Linked DNA regions of Mus musculus: region 1 is linked to region 2. Evidence: chromatin contacts called from public Hi-C data. All regions are on one chromosome and are shown on one strand. Each heading gives the region's core, a stretch centred on a gene start, on an enhancer-like site or on the middle of the called end of the contact. The rest is flanking DNA. Distances are from core to core; before and after follow the strand shown. Region 1 overlaps St3gal1 (ST3 beta-galactoside alpha-2,3-sialyltransferase 1). Region 2 has its middle 200 kb from the start of 1700012I11Rik.

Region 1 (5,720 bases), core at 731-3,230, 280 kb before region 2:
TAGGGGGCAGGCACTCCAGCACAGGCATTCATAGTATGTCTTCAGGCAACTGTCACTTCAGGATCTCTGCAATGGTGTCTGGGGAACTCCCTTCCTCCTCCCAAGGTGCAGCTATGTCTGAACAGGAAGGCCAGATTGGTGTCAGGTCCTAAAGAGTCTCATGGGTAGAGACACTTGCACCTTGGTTCAGCTCACACTCTGGGCATTCAGGCAGAGAGTCCTGAGGGAAAATGTTCCTAGCTGAGACTCCGTGGGCTCTGGGCTGGACCTGGGGTTTCCTGAGTTGATTTCTAGGTATCCTGGTGCTGCAGAAACAGCAGCACAATGCAGGAGACAAACTCACAGCTGTCACCAGCCTAAAGAGGGACTTCAGGAAATCAGAGGAGAGCAGGTGGCTCTTAGCAGCTGGTCACTCATGTGTACCCCACCTTTGCAATTACATTCTGTACATTTTGTACCTCGGAACATACTGGTGGTTCTGTCCCCCTGTGTCTCTCAATCTGGGTACAGAGGCAGGAGGAACTGGTTACTAAATACTCTAAGTCTCAGAAATAAGAAGCAAGTGAATTGCTGGAGTGACCAGTGGGGTTTGTTTAAAATGGCTTTAGTATGTGCACAGGACATTTAATGTATTTATAAATGCATATGATACACATAACACAATGGTAAAATGCAGTGCATATGACCCAGTGCTTTTGTGGACATACATATATGCATCACATGAATGAAGTAAGTACATGCACATCTATGCATGCATACAAGGTGAATATGTGTATAGAAATACATGCACACATGCATGTTCTGTAGCCTTTCTGATCTACTTGCCCCTTGGAGTTTTATTCTATTAACTTGTTAACTCTTAAAATCATCCTTCATGTAGGTCTTGTTATGTCAGTTTATAGAAAAAGGAAGTGAGGCATAGGAAAAACTTCAGCAGCTGGGTGTGTACATTGCAGCTGGGTGAGGAATTTCCCCGAAGATGCCTTTCCTGCCACATGCAAACCCATCCCTGGGGCACTCTCTCTCTCTCTCTGTGTGTGTGTGTGTGTGTGTGTGTGTGTGTGTGTGTATGACCCTCCCTTCCCTGGCTCATTCTCACATCTAAGTCATGGGTAGCTGATGAAGTGTGGCTTATGCTAGGAAGTTCTTCTGGACTTCAGGACATTTAGAAGAGCCAAAGCTATTTGGATTCCACCAGATGCTGGAATCTTGGAAGCCCCTGAATTCAAAAGGGATGTGGGCATTCCACCTCTCATGGCCCATAGGCATTCTCAATTTCTTGGAGCCCTGAAGTACCACCACCAGGTACAAATGACCCGCAGGCTCGGCAGACATTTGGAGCAAGCACCCACGAGCCACGCTTGTTGCAATAATCCTGTAGATTATCAACAACCCAAGATGACCCGAAGTGGGTCACAGTCCAGTGTAGCTCATTAACTGCTAGCAAACATCCTGTCCCACCCACATGCTAGCCCCTGAGGAATGCAAGATTGGAGAACAGGTTCTCGTTCTATCAGAAACAAACTCCCTTGACTCCATGCCCTGCCTCTTCTTTGTTTGACATCTCCTTGCTCCTGTTCCTCCATGACCTGGATACTGAGCCCCGAAGAAAAAAGATCCACTTGCCTGTTACACGATCTCACAGTGCTGTGGGATCTTCTTGGGTTTTTCTTCCCTGTCCCTCTCCCAGCCTCTTGTGATCATCTTCCAGCTTCTGTTCCCAATCTTCCTGGCTTCCTTCCCCAGCAAGGTCACAATTGCAAACAGGTGGGAGAAATTCTGAAAGCAGTTCCACTGGTCCTGGGAATGCATCCCCGGGACATAGTACAAACGAAGGAAAATGCTCACAACATCACAGGGCTGGTAACAGTAACCAGCGTGATCATATGTATTGATGTGCATGACACACAAGTACGCAGCAATAGAGGGATGGAAACTTCCAAGTTCTACTGTTGTTTGCTAGAATATTACACAACCACCATGCAGTGCAATGATTTTTCAAGGTGATTCCAGGAACACTTTTAGAGTGACTCTCCTTGACTCAAGCATAGGATTGAAGGGGGATGGGGAGAGACAGAGTCTGACCCGTAGAGGCCCTATTGAGTACACTGCCCATCTGCAGAGACTGCTAAGTGCAGGAGGGTGATTCTGTTCTAAAGGACAAAAAGCAAAAGCAAGTTTGCGTCACCAGCCTTAACTTAAAGGTCCTTTTCCTGCTTTTTTTCCCGATCGCCATTACTCTCAGCACAGAGGGTAATTTCAGTGCTTAGAAAAAGTGTTTACACAAAAACCATTGAGCAACATAGTGACGTGTCTTCCCCGAACAGCCTCTTGGACGAGCTGTGGGATGTAACACAAAGGCTTGCCAAATGGATCTCAGGCAGGCTGGCTCTGTTACCCTCCCCTTCCCCTTCCTCCTCCTCACCCAGCCATTGATTTCAGAAAGGGCTGAAAACTATTTGGGTGTGCTTGCTTAGTAAAGTGGAAGCATGTAGGAATGTAAGTAGTAGCTATTTGGGCCAGTATCGAGAAAGAGGAAAAGTTCCCAAAGTCAAAACACCTCAAGGCCACAGATAGAGGATCTTTGGTTTCCATTGGCTTAAAACTAGATCTGAGGTGGTGTCCAGGGTGGCAGGGACCTGAGGAGGCTGAAGAGGAAAGACAGATTCCCAGGAGTCCTGCCTGACCCCCACCCACTCAGCTAGCTGCACTCTGAGTTTTGTGTTTATTGATGGAGCCGGTGGGCCAGCCTGTGATTCTGAGAGCAGTGGGGAACAGCCTGGCATTGGAGTACATTTTCTAGTGCATTGGGAATGCCTAGACTTGCCTGGTCCATCACCTTCCTTGGTGCTGGAAAGGAAAAACTGCACTCAGTGCAGGCAGGGGCTCACAAAGGAAAGAGGAAATACCAGCCCTGCTTCTTTAAATAGCACAGGGCTATTTAGGACTGGCCAGGGTGACAATAACACGCAGTGGGGAGGTTGGGTAGGAGATGTCAAAGGAGACAGCCTGGTTGAAGACTGGGGTAAAAATGGATATGGAAAGGGGTGATTCCCAGAAGACAGGACATGTGCATGCATGAGTTTTGAAGAAGAGATGACAATTGACTCATGATGAGGCAAAGAATGAGCTGTTCCAGCAAGGAAGAACATACGCAAACCACAGGGGCATGAAGTCCCTGAGGCACAGCAGGCTTTCCTTTGGAGTGGCCATAAGAGCTATGACATCATATCTCTATCCTTCCCTACAGCCACCCTTTTGTTGTGAACTCAAGTACACACACACACACACACACACACACACACACACAGACACACACACACACACACACACACACACACACACACACACGCCACACCTATGTTGAAGATTTAGCAGATTGACTAGTGCTCAGTAATTGTGGGTAGCTGAACTGTTGTAGACAGAGAGAAAACATTACAGCCCCAGGCTGGGGGTGTAGCTCAGTTGGTAGGGTGCTTTCTTAGCCTATGCTGGCTTCAATCCCTAGCACTGTAGAAGTGGTGCATGGTGTTGTCCACCTGTAACCTCAGCACTGGGGAAGTAGAGGCAGGAAGAACAGAAGTTCAAGGTTATCCTTAGCTACATAGCAAGTTCAAGGCCAGCTTGCCTATATAAGACCCTGACTCATAAACAATCATTACAGATTATTTTTAAGTCTTCTTAATAACTAATAATCAACTATCCCTGTCTCTGACCTAACATTATTCTAACTTCAAGTGAGACCCTGAGTGTGTATTAACACACGACCAGCTTTCACCAAGTTAAAAGCTAAGCACGTCATCAGAGTGCCTCTGAAATCTACAGCAGGGATAGCCTGCCCCCTTTGCTGGAACCTGCCCACCTGATGTCCCCACTGAAGTTTTGAGTATATGCATTTTTCTATGACATTCTTTTGTTCTGTGACTATAGAGTCCATGTTAGCAGTAAACAGGAAAAATACTTCATTTGGGGCAACCCAAGTCTGTGTTCCTGATCCACGGTCACTTGTATTTGGCTCAGAATAAACTTTCCTTCCCTCTGGAGCAAGAGTTGAGCTTGGATCAATACGTACTGGTGACTCTTCTGTTTCATACAGTCCGTCAGAGTGAGATCCATCTAGAAGGACTCTGAGTAAGTTTCTGTATATCAACTAATTTACGGTATCATTAGCTATTCTGTCCATTTCACAGGTAAGGAAACTGAGGTCAGGATATCTCAGTGAGTAGCAGAACCGTGATTTGCTGTGCCACAGTAACAATCACTGTTCTGAAGATGGACTGCTTTGTGCCTCACAGGAGGGGTGAGACTGGGAGAGCTGAGACTGAGAAGTCTGAGGAGACTTTGAGGATTTTCCTTCCTCTCACAGAACTCAGACTCTATACCAGGGCAATCATAGGCATGAACATTAGAAGGAGGAAGGATACAGATAGAAACTACTCCTGAAACCAAGATTATCTGCAGAACTCGTAAATGCCTGAATACCTCCAACCAGCTGGGTGTGGCCAGACCAAAAGCTGGCCATCCGTGAACAGTGAAGAACTCTGTGTAGGGTTGGCTTCTAAAAGCACCTGCAAAATTTCCATGCCCGTGGTTATGCTCCCTCACCCTGTGACACTGGGACTGGCTGCCGTGGTTGACAGAAAATATCCATTGTCCATTGAAGTGACGTGTTGGATCCAAGGGAGGCTGATGCGCATTACATCCGGTACAACAGTGAAGAAGCAGGTAATAGCAGAGAGCCCACGACAAGCTGGATAGTGAGCAGTCACACGTGCAGGAACACTCCTGGTCCTGACCTTTAAAAGCCACTGTTGTCTCAGGATTGGAACAATGGAACAGGTGCTCATGAATGTGGATAAATGAGCCTGCTGTAACAAGCACAGCTGAAGGTATACAAGCCCGAGAGAGAACTCTACATCACCAGCCCCCAGTATTCACTGTTTTCTATCCACAAGCGAGACTTTCCCCTTAGCACCTAATACCTGGAACATTCCAGTGCTCTAGGGAAAACTCTACACGCACCCATTATGAATGATTCCATTCTAAGTTGCACCCCATTTAAACCTGTTCCTGAACTTGGCCATTCAGGCTATTTTTTCAGGCATTAGAAGCTATAAAAAATTAGGAGCAGGGATCCTGAAAAGGCAATAGAGCTGGTGGGTGAGGCTCTGGAAGCACGCCACAACTTCTAAAGACCATCTCAGAACCACTTGTCTGTGGGTTACTAAACCACCCTGTGCCCCTGTTCCATAAAAGGCTCAATTGGTTTGGAGTTGTTGCTACGGAAACATTATACAAAGCCACTCATTTAAAACAAAATGCAAGCTCTTGATAAGTGGAGTGCACCTGGCTTGTAGGTAGCTAGTTCCCACAGTGACTGGCCATGTGCTCTAAGAAATGAGCTCTAGCCAAGCCTTTGAAGGTACTCCCACAGGCTCCACCCACACTCAGCTCAGCCCTTCTGTAGTTCAGTTGGTCCTTGGGATGCAGCCTCGAAGTGGAATCTCTAGGTCAGTGTCTTCGATACTGTTCTACTGCTACGAACAAACACCATGACCAAGGCAACTCCTACCTATGAAAGAAAAGCATCTAATTGAGGGCTTAATCAGAGTTTTTAAGCATTAGTTCATGATCATCATGGCAAGAAGCAGATAGGCATAGTGCTGGAGCAGTAGCCAAGAGCTATACAGCCTGATCTGAAGGCAACATGCAGAGAGAGA
Region 2 (5,987 bases), core at 3,231-5,730:
TGTCAGAGATTGTGCAATCCCTCCTTCAAATCCCCCTGTATCACTGTCTGTCCTCTGAATGTGTCTGTTTTTACCACTTAACTCAGAGACTTGCTGATTTGTTTATTGTCCATCTTTCCTAATGGCTGCACAAGCTCTCTGTGGTCAGTGGTATCACATGGTGTTATTCGCTGATGTCCCTTCACATTTTAGTATAGCATTGGGGACAGACCAGGTACATAAGACACATTTCTTGAAAAGCCACTGCTATAAGTATCTTCATTTCTTTCTGTGGGTATGGAACATGAACATCTGGGATCATTGCCAAGGCAGTTTTACTAAATGCAGGGTAGCATCAGTGTATGACTGTGATGCAGTTCAGATCAGTTGGCAGATTTATACTCAGGGCAGAACTTCTGGAAGGACTCTTCTTCTGGAAGACTCTATCAAAGGCTGTAAGAAGGGCTGCCCACTTTCCAGGTCTAAGAGCAGATTAGTCACTTGGGGAAACTTAGGAAACACACAGCTGTCCAGGCTCTGCTGTGATCACTCTGACCAGAGCTTGAGAACTGGAGTGCTTTCAATATGGCAGCAGCCTTGGCATCTCACTTGCTAGAGTTGGGAAAGTGGCAGTTCCAGAGAGAGTTGTCGGGAAGCAAGGATTCATGAGAAAATTTCACCATTACTCTAAGGAATGCACATTTCCTGTGTGAATTCTCTGTTACCCATAATGACATCTTAATTCTAAGTGATGCAAGGGGAGTGCAGAACAAACCGACACAAACCTGAGAGACCTGCTGGCAAGGAACAGGCAACTTGGTCAGCTTAAAAGCCTTGTCTAGCCATACCTACAGCCTTCAAGGTTCAGTTCTGCAGATAAGGACTGTAATGTAATAGTCCTTCTAACAGATAGACTTCTGTTTCTAAGCCTGGCATTTCTGGGAAATTAGGTTGTGCAAGCTTGCAATATGGTTTGTATATCTGAGTGTTTAACCGTTTCACTATTACATCTGGAGCTTTAATAGTGTACACCTAATAAGCAAACAAGTGGCCTCTTTCTTACACTTCCTTTTATGAACAAAATGTTTGCATAACTGTGGATCCCCTGCAGTGCAGAATGCTGGGGCCAACAATTAAATCCATAGGACAAACAAACCAAAATGATTACATATTTACAAAAACAAGTGTATGTGTAAGTACCTAGGCTGATACTTTCTATAGTAATTACCAATACTGGTGTTGTCCAACACCATTAATCACGCTTAAATTTAATGAAAACTGAATTGCAAGTTTAGTTTAGCAGTTGACGAGACTCATTTCTGAGGCTCAGTAGCCACTCAGGTCTGGCAGCCACAGTGTTGAGACAGGCGTAGAAAATGCGTTTTACAGACACATCTATGGAACAGCTGGGAATTTACTAGAAGTGTTTTTACGGGGCTTGGCAAGCTCTTGGAAACTGACAACCTGTGAACGGTGAACTTTTCCCTGAAAGGGCAAAATAAATGTAAAGTCCCAGTGGGAGTTTTGGTAGCTTTTTGTCATCTTGGATGTTTACAAAGGAACTGTCATTTACTAACAGAAAATCATCAATATGTGGACTAGCTAGTTAAAGTGGCTGTATGTGGAATTTGGAATTTGGAAGGTCGTCTCCTGGGCATGACAGATCTTTGCCACCTTTCTGGTGATGACAGCCATGCCTTTCACTGATTCTGCTCCTTTACCAGGGCAGAGAGAAAAGATGGGACATGGTTATATTTTAAGATTAGCATCTGCATTATAATGCTCAAAGAAAAGAAACCATTTTGATTGCCAACCTGAAAGAGTCTAGACTTACCTATCAAACAAACCTCTGGGTTTATACGTGAAGGTTTAGATTGGGTTAATTTACATGAGAATGCCTACCCCTTTTTGTGGGTGACACCAGTATATGGGTTGTCATTCCAAACTGAATACAAAGGAGAAAGTAAGATGAACATTTGTATCTCTTTGCCTTCTGACCTGGAATAGAGTGGGAACATCTGCCTCATAGTCCTGCTGTCACAACCTCCCCAATATGATGGACAGGAGTCTCAAACTGTAAACAGAATTAAAGCCTTGCTTCCTGATGTTGATTTTGTCACAATAGTAAACTAACTAATGAGAGTATTGAATGTGAGTATGAACTTGTTCACCTCTCCTTCCTTTAGCAAAGACAATCTGGCTTCTACAAAGGCAGGAACTATATTGTAACCTTAACCTTGGTGTTCCTCCGGGATGGTTGCTTGTGTGGTTTTACACCAATTATTTTACCTCTCTGAATTCCAGTTATCTAGCGAGATGGGGTCATAATGCCTAGGAAATCTGTTTAAATAATGATAGGAGATGTGTATGGAGAGATGGACTGAGGCTGTACCTTCCCCCACCCTTACCCGACATCATCATCCAATGCATCGTAGTCCCACACTCATTCCCTTCCTCCCTCCATAACTTTCATTTTTACGGCATGGCTGAAAGGAATGTAATTTGATCAAAATAATTCTCTTTAAAGGCTCCAAGATGAATACAGCTCAAAAGGTTTGGAAAGAAGAGGCTGGATTATCCTAATCATGTCTCATTATGGCAAATTTCAGTCACTTAATAACACCAGACCCTCTGGTGGCGTAGAGAGGAAGACATGCATTTTCGAGTTGTTGGCTGATGATGTGGGGTTGGCTTCTGGTTCTCTGGCCTCTGTCTTCCCATTCAGCTCTTTGCCTCAGAAGCCCCTTCCACCCTTAGGTCCTGAACCCTCTAAATTGAAGTCAGGCCTCCAAACTCTGAAAAGGGGGTCGCATTTCTTCTTTTCCTCCTCCGTGTAGGTAAGGGCATTCTTCGACTTGGAGATTCAATGCTATGCTATATGCCCTACCCCTGGACAAGGAGCTCCCCCTGCAAGATATTCTGTATAGACAGAGGCCAATATTCCAGCATCCATGTCAGTCTTTAGGAATTTCCTCCCTTTCAATAATCCCTGGGTAGTCTCTCATTACCTTTTGGATCTGGTCCAAAGGTTCTTTTTAATTATGAATCCGACTATTTGTCTCCATTTCATCTCTCTGGAAGTGGCATGCCGTTTCTCTCTGACTAGGAGGCAGCAACTTAGCACGTCTAACATTTCTTCAGTCTTTGACAGCCACGCCTGAGACCTTGAGGCAAGAAAAACCAGGCTGAAATCGAGAAGAGCAATTGTTTTGTAATGGGGAGGATGAAGGACAAATGAATGCTCTACTTCTGCAATGTGTGTGCATGTGTATATATCAGCTGGGGCTGAATGAGTTCAATTTAATCCTTTTCAAACACACAGTGAGCATCTCCTGGGATAGGGGCATGCTTACTTTATAGCTTATAGACATGTATCATGTGCAGAAGAAGTCAAAGTTTGGTTGGTCAAGAAAAATATGAAATCAGTTTTATTTAACTTAAAAATGAAAGTGTGTGTACGTGCATGCACACACACATGTGTTGATGTACATTAACAGATGTTAGGTGGGATTTACTGAAAGGATACTAGAACAGTCTTAAAAAAATATTCAGGAATACCATAGACCCATAGACATAGGATGGGGCCTTTGGGATTTTATCAGTCAAATTATAGTAGGGTAAAACAATGTCATTTTAGACTTCCAAACATAACACATTGAATATAGAGAAGTTACTCTCTAACCTGGGAAATGATGAGAATTCAAACAGTGGTTACAAACATTCCAGGACAACAATAGCAAAAAGCTTACAATGGCCAAGGATGCATGGAAGATGTGATGAGTAATGCTCAAATTAAGAAGAGGGCTCAGTACTAAAAGCCAGAACTAGAATTAGGAACAATGAGGTGGGATGCTTATTTTTGAACTGAACTGAAGCTAGTGGCTGAGACCAAACAATTGCTGAAGATACCAGAGGAAAACGAAATGATGTGAAGGGGTCCCTGGATTTTTTCTCTTTTTTTGCCATTGTCTTCTATCCATGTTTTGCATTGGCTAGGACATGCCATTCCCTGTACAGCCAGTAGAGAAGAATGAAGGATTTTCGAGGAATCAGGCAGAGTTATGAGCCCTTGCCATCAAGATTCAAGAACATTATTCTAGTGCAACTCAGCCCAGTTATCTGTGGTCCCTGGCTTTTTCTCTTCCAAGTTCAAGTTAGGAATGTGATAGCCATGGCTTGATTTGGGTGATCTCTTTGGATGTCTGGCTATGAGCAAGCTCATAGTACATGATGATCAAGGCGTCACACTAGCTGCAGTCTGGGTTTAAATCATGGATGTGTCTCTCATTGGCTGAGTGATTTTGGAAAGAAAATTTGGCCACAGCATTGTTTTTCCAATGAAGGAGATAACCCTGTTCTTCTCACAGTTCTCTTAGACCTGTGGTAAGGCCACCCTCCTCCCACAAACTCCCCACATATATACCGACATCAACCTGGTCAGAATTGTTTACTTTAAGCAATCCTGTGGTGTCCTTGTGTATGCCATGACCTAGTTCCTGTCAGGTCAGTAGCATTTCCCCATCACATAAATAAGCCTGCTGTAATACAAAAGTGCAGTGACCAGCGTGACACAGAAAGTAGGATTAAAATTTAATCCATGAATCTCCACGTGGGGCTAGGGTGGTGATGCAATACTCATTCATGTGAAGGGAAAGTAAGTGTTCCCCTCCTTCTGAGCATGCAGCAGAGCCATCTAAACACTGTATCAGGAAATATGGTATATCTAGATATCACAGTTTGGGCAGGAGTAGTGGTTAGGAAAGGAACTGAAAGATCCTTAAGTAGCCCTAGAGAAATGACCACACTCCCTTTGGAAAGCTGGTACTGGTCTATAGGAAGTCCTTACATGTTAATGAGAAGAGATTGAAGGAGATCTGGGTGCTCTATAGACCCTGGTCTTAGGGGAGGGCTTTGTATGGGCTTTACTATTAGATGGAAAACACTTAGCCTTGTTTCTATTCTTCAACATATCCCACATGGTGAAGGTGTTTTCTCTTTCTGGGGTCTTCAACTTCTTTAATTAATTTTTCTTTGCCTCTGTTTATCATAATCACTTATCTACGTACTTGGCTTTGGATTGCTTTGGGTTGATGCTTTGATTCATTTCTTTTCGCTTTTCTTGCCTCTTTTGTCTTCTTGTCATCGTCTTTAAGCAATCTGGTACAACTATCCATCTACATTGCATTGTAATAGATGACGTTTGGAATCTAGCAATGATTAAAGTGTACAGAAGGCTATCTGTTGGTTATATGCAAACTTCACACAGTTATGTAAAAAGAGCTTGAATACCTAGAGACTTTGCTCTTCATGGGAGTTTTCTAGAATCAGTTCTTCTTGAACACTGAAAAATCCTAGTATATGCATATGTCTTCACAAGGCTGTCCTTCAAGTATGCCTGTCTCATCCAATGGAATTATCTTTTTTTACATATCTTTGTTCAAATTTCCATCATTTGCTAAAAACAATGCCAAAAGTCACTCTCTTAAGACTCATGTGGAACCCATGATAATCAAATCCTAATGATTACACTTTCTAAGCCACTATTTTCAAATACATCTTATTCACAGATATGTGTAAATATGACTTGTTAGCTGACACAGTTCAACCCACAGGACCTACTATTATGCACTCAGCATTGCTAACCTGTTACTGGTGTTACCTCTATGAACTCCTTTCTTCAAGGCACCCTCAAACCATGGGGACCAGCAAAGAAAGTCTTTCTTTATACCTGGCCTTCAGACTTATAGCCTTTGTCTCCCTCTTCCCTGTAGAGTTAAACATTTCTCATTTTTTAAAAAATATTATTTTAATCAGTACAACATGTATATGTCTAATCTCCAGGGAATAGAAATTTAGCTCCGTGGCATATCTATGCAAACGTCTGCCAGAACGAGGCTGATCTGCTAGCTCAGGATTTAATAATAATAAATGGGGAAGAGAATTAAATTAGAGAGAACAAGAATAATCACCCGTCTCAGGTTCTCTTGGAAAAAAAAATTCAATCGCTT

What was found. A called contact is a pair of places that touch in the nucleus more often than the background predicts.
Region 1: a contact with region 2 is called in a Hi-C map of liver, with 2.7 times the contacts expected there. The contact joins two enhancer-like sites. A contact is called at or near these places in 1 of 15 datasets of contacts at CTCF or cohesin (the NIH/3T3 cell line), 5 of 484 Hi-C or Micro-C datasets (B cells, CD4 T cells, CD8 central memory T cells and 2 more) and 5 of 115 datasets of contacts at active chromatin or transcription factors (the NIH/3T3 cell line, extraembryonic endoderm stem cells, hepatocytes and 2 more).

The regions. Positions count from the first base shown.
Region 1 is chr15:67,144,566-67,150,285 of GRCm38.p6, forward strand. The region is part of intron 2 of St3gal1 (ST3 beta-galactoside alpha-2,3-sialyltransferase 1); the gene reads right to left. Among named protein-coding and RNA genes, the nearest start is that of Gm31400, 23 kb to the right of the region's middle. Within about 2 kb of position 1,981, at least 170 of the 459 cell types and tissues checked have an H3K27ac peak or open chromatin away from gene starts, as enhancers often do. A contact at or near this core is called in hepatocytes and liver, where this site is marked.
Region 2 is chr15:67,419,606-67,425,592 of GRCm38.p6, forward strand. No RefSeq gene overlaps it. Among named protein-coding and RNA genes, the nearest start is that of 1700012I11Rik, 200 kb to the left of the region's middle. Within about 2 kb of position 4,481, at least 14 of the 459 cell types and tissues checked have an H3K27ac peak or open chromatin away from gene starts, as enhancers often do. A contact at or near this core is called in hepatocytes and liver, where this site is marked.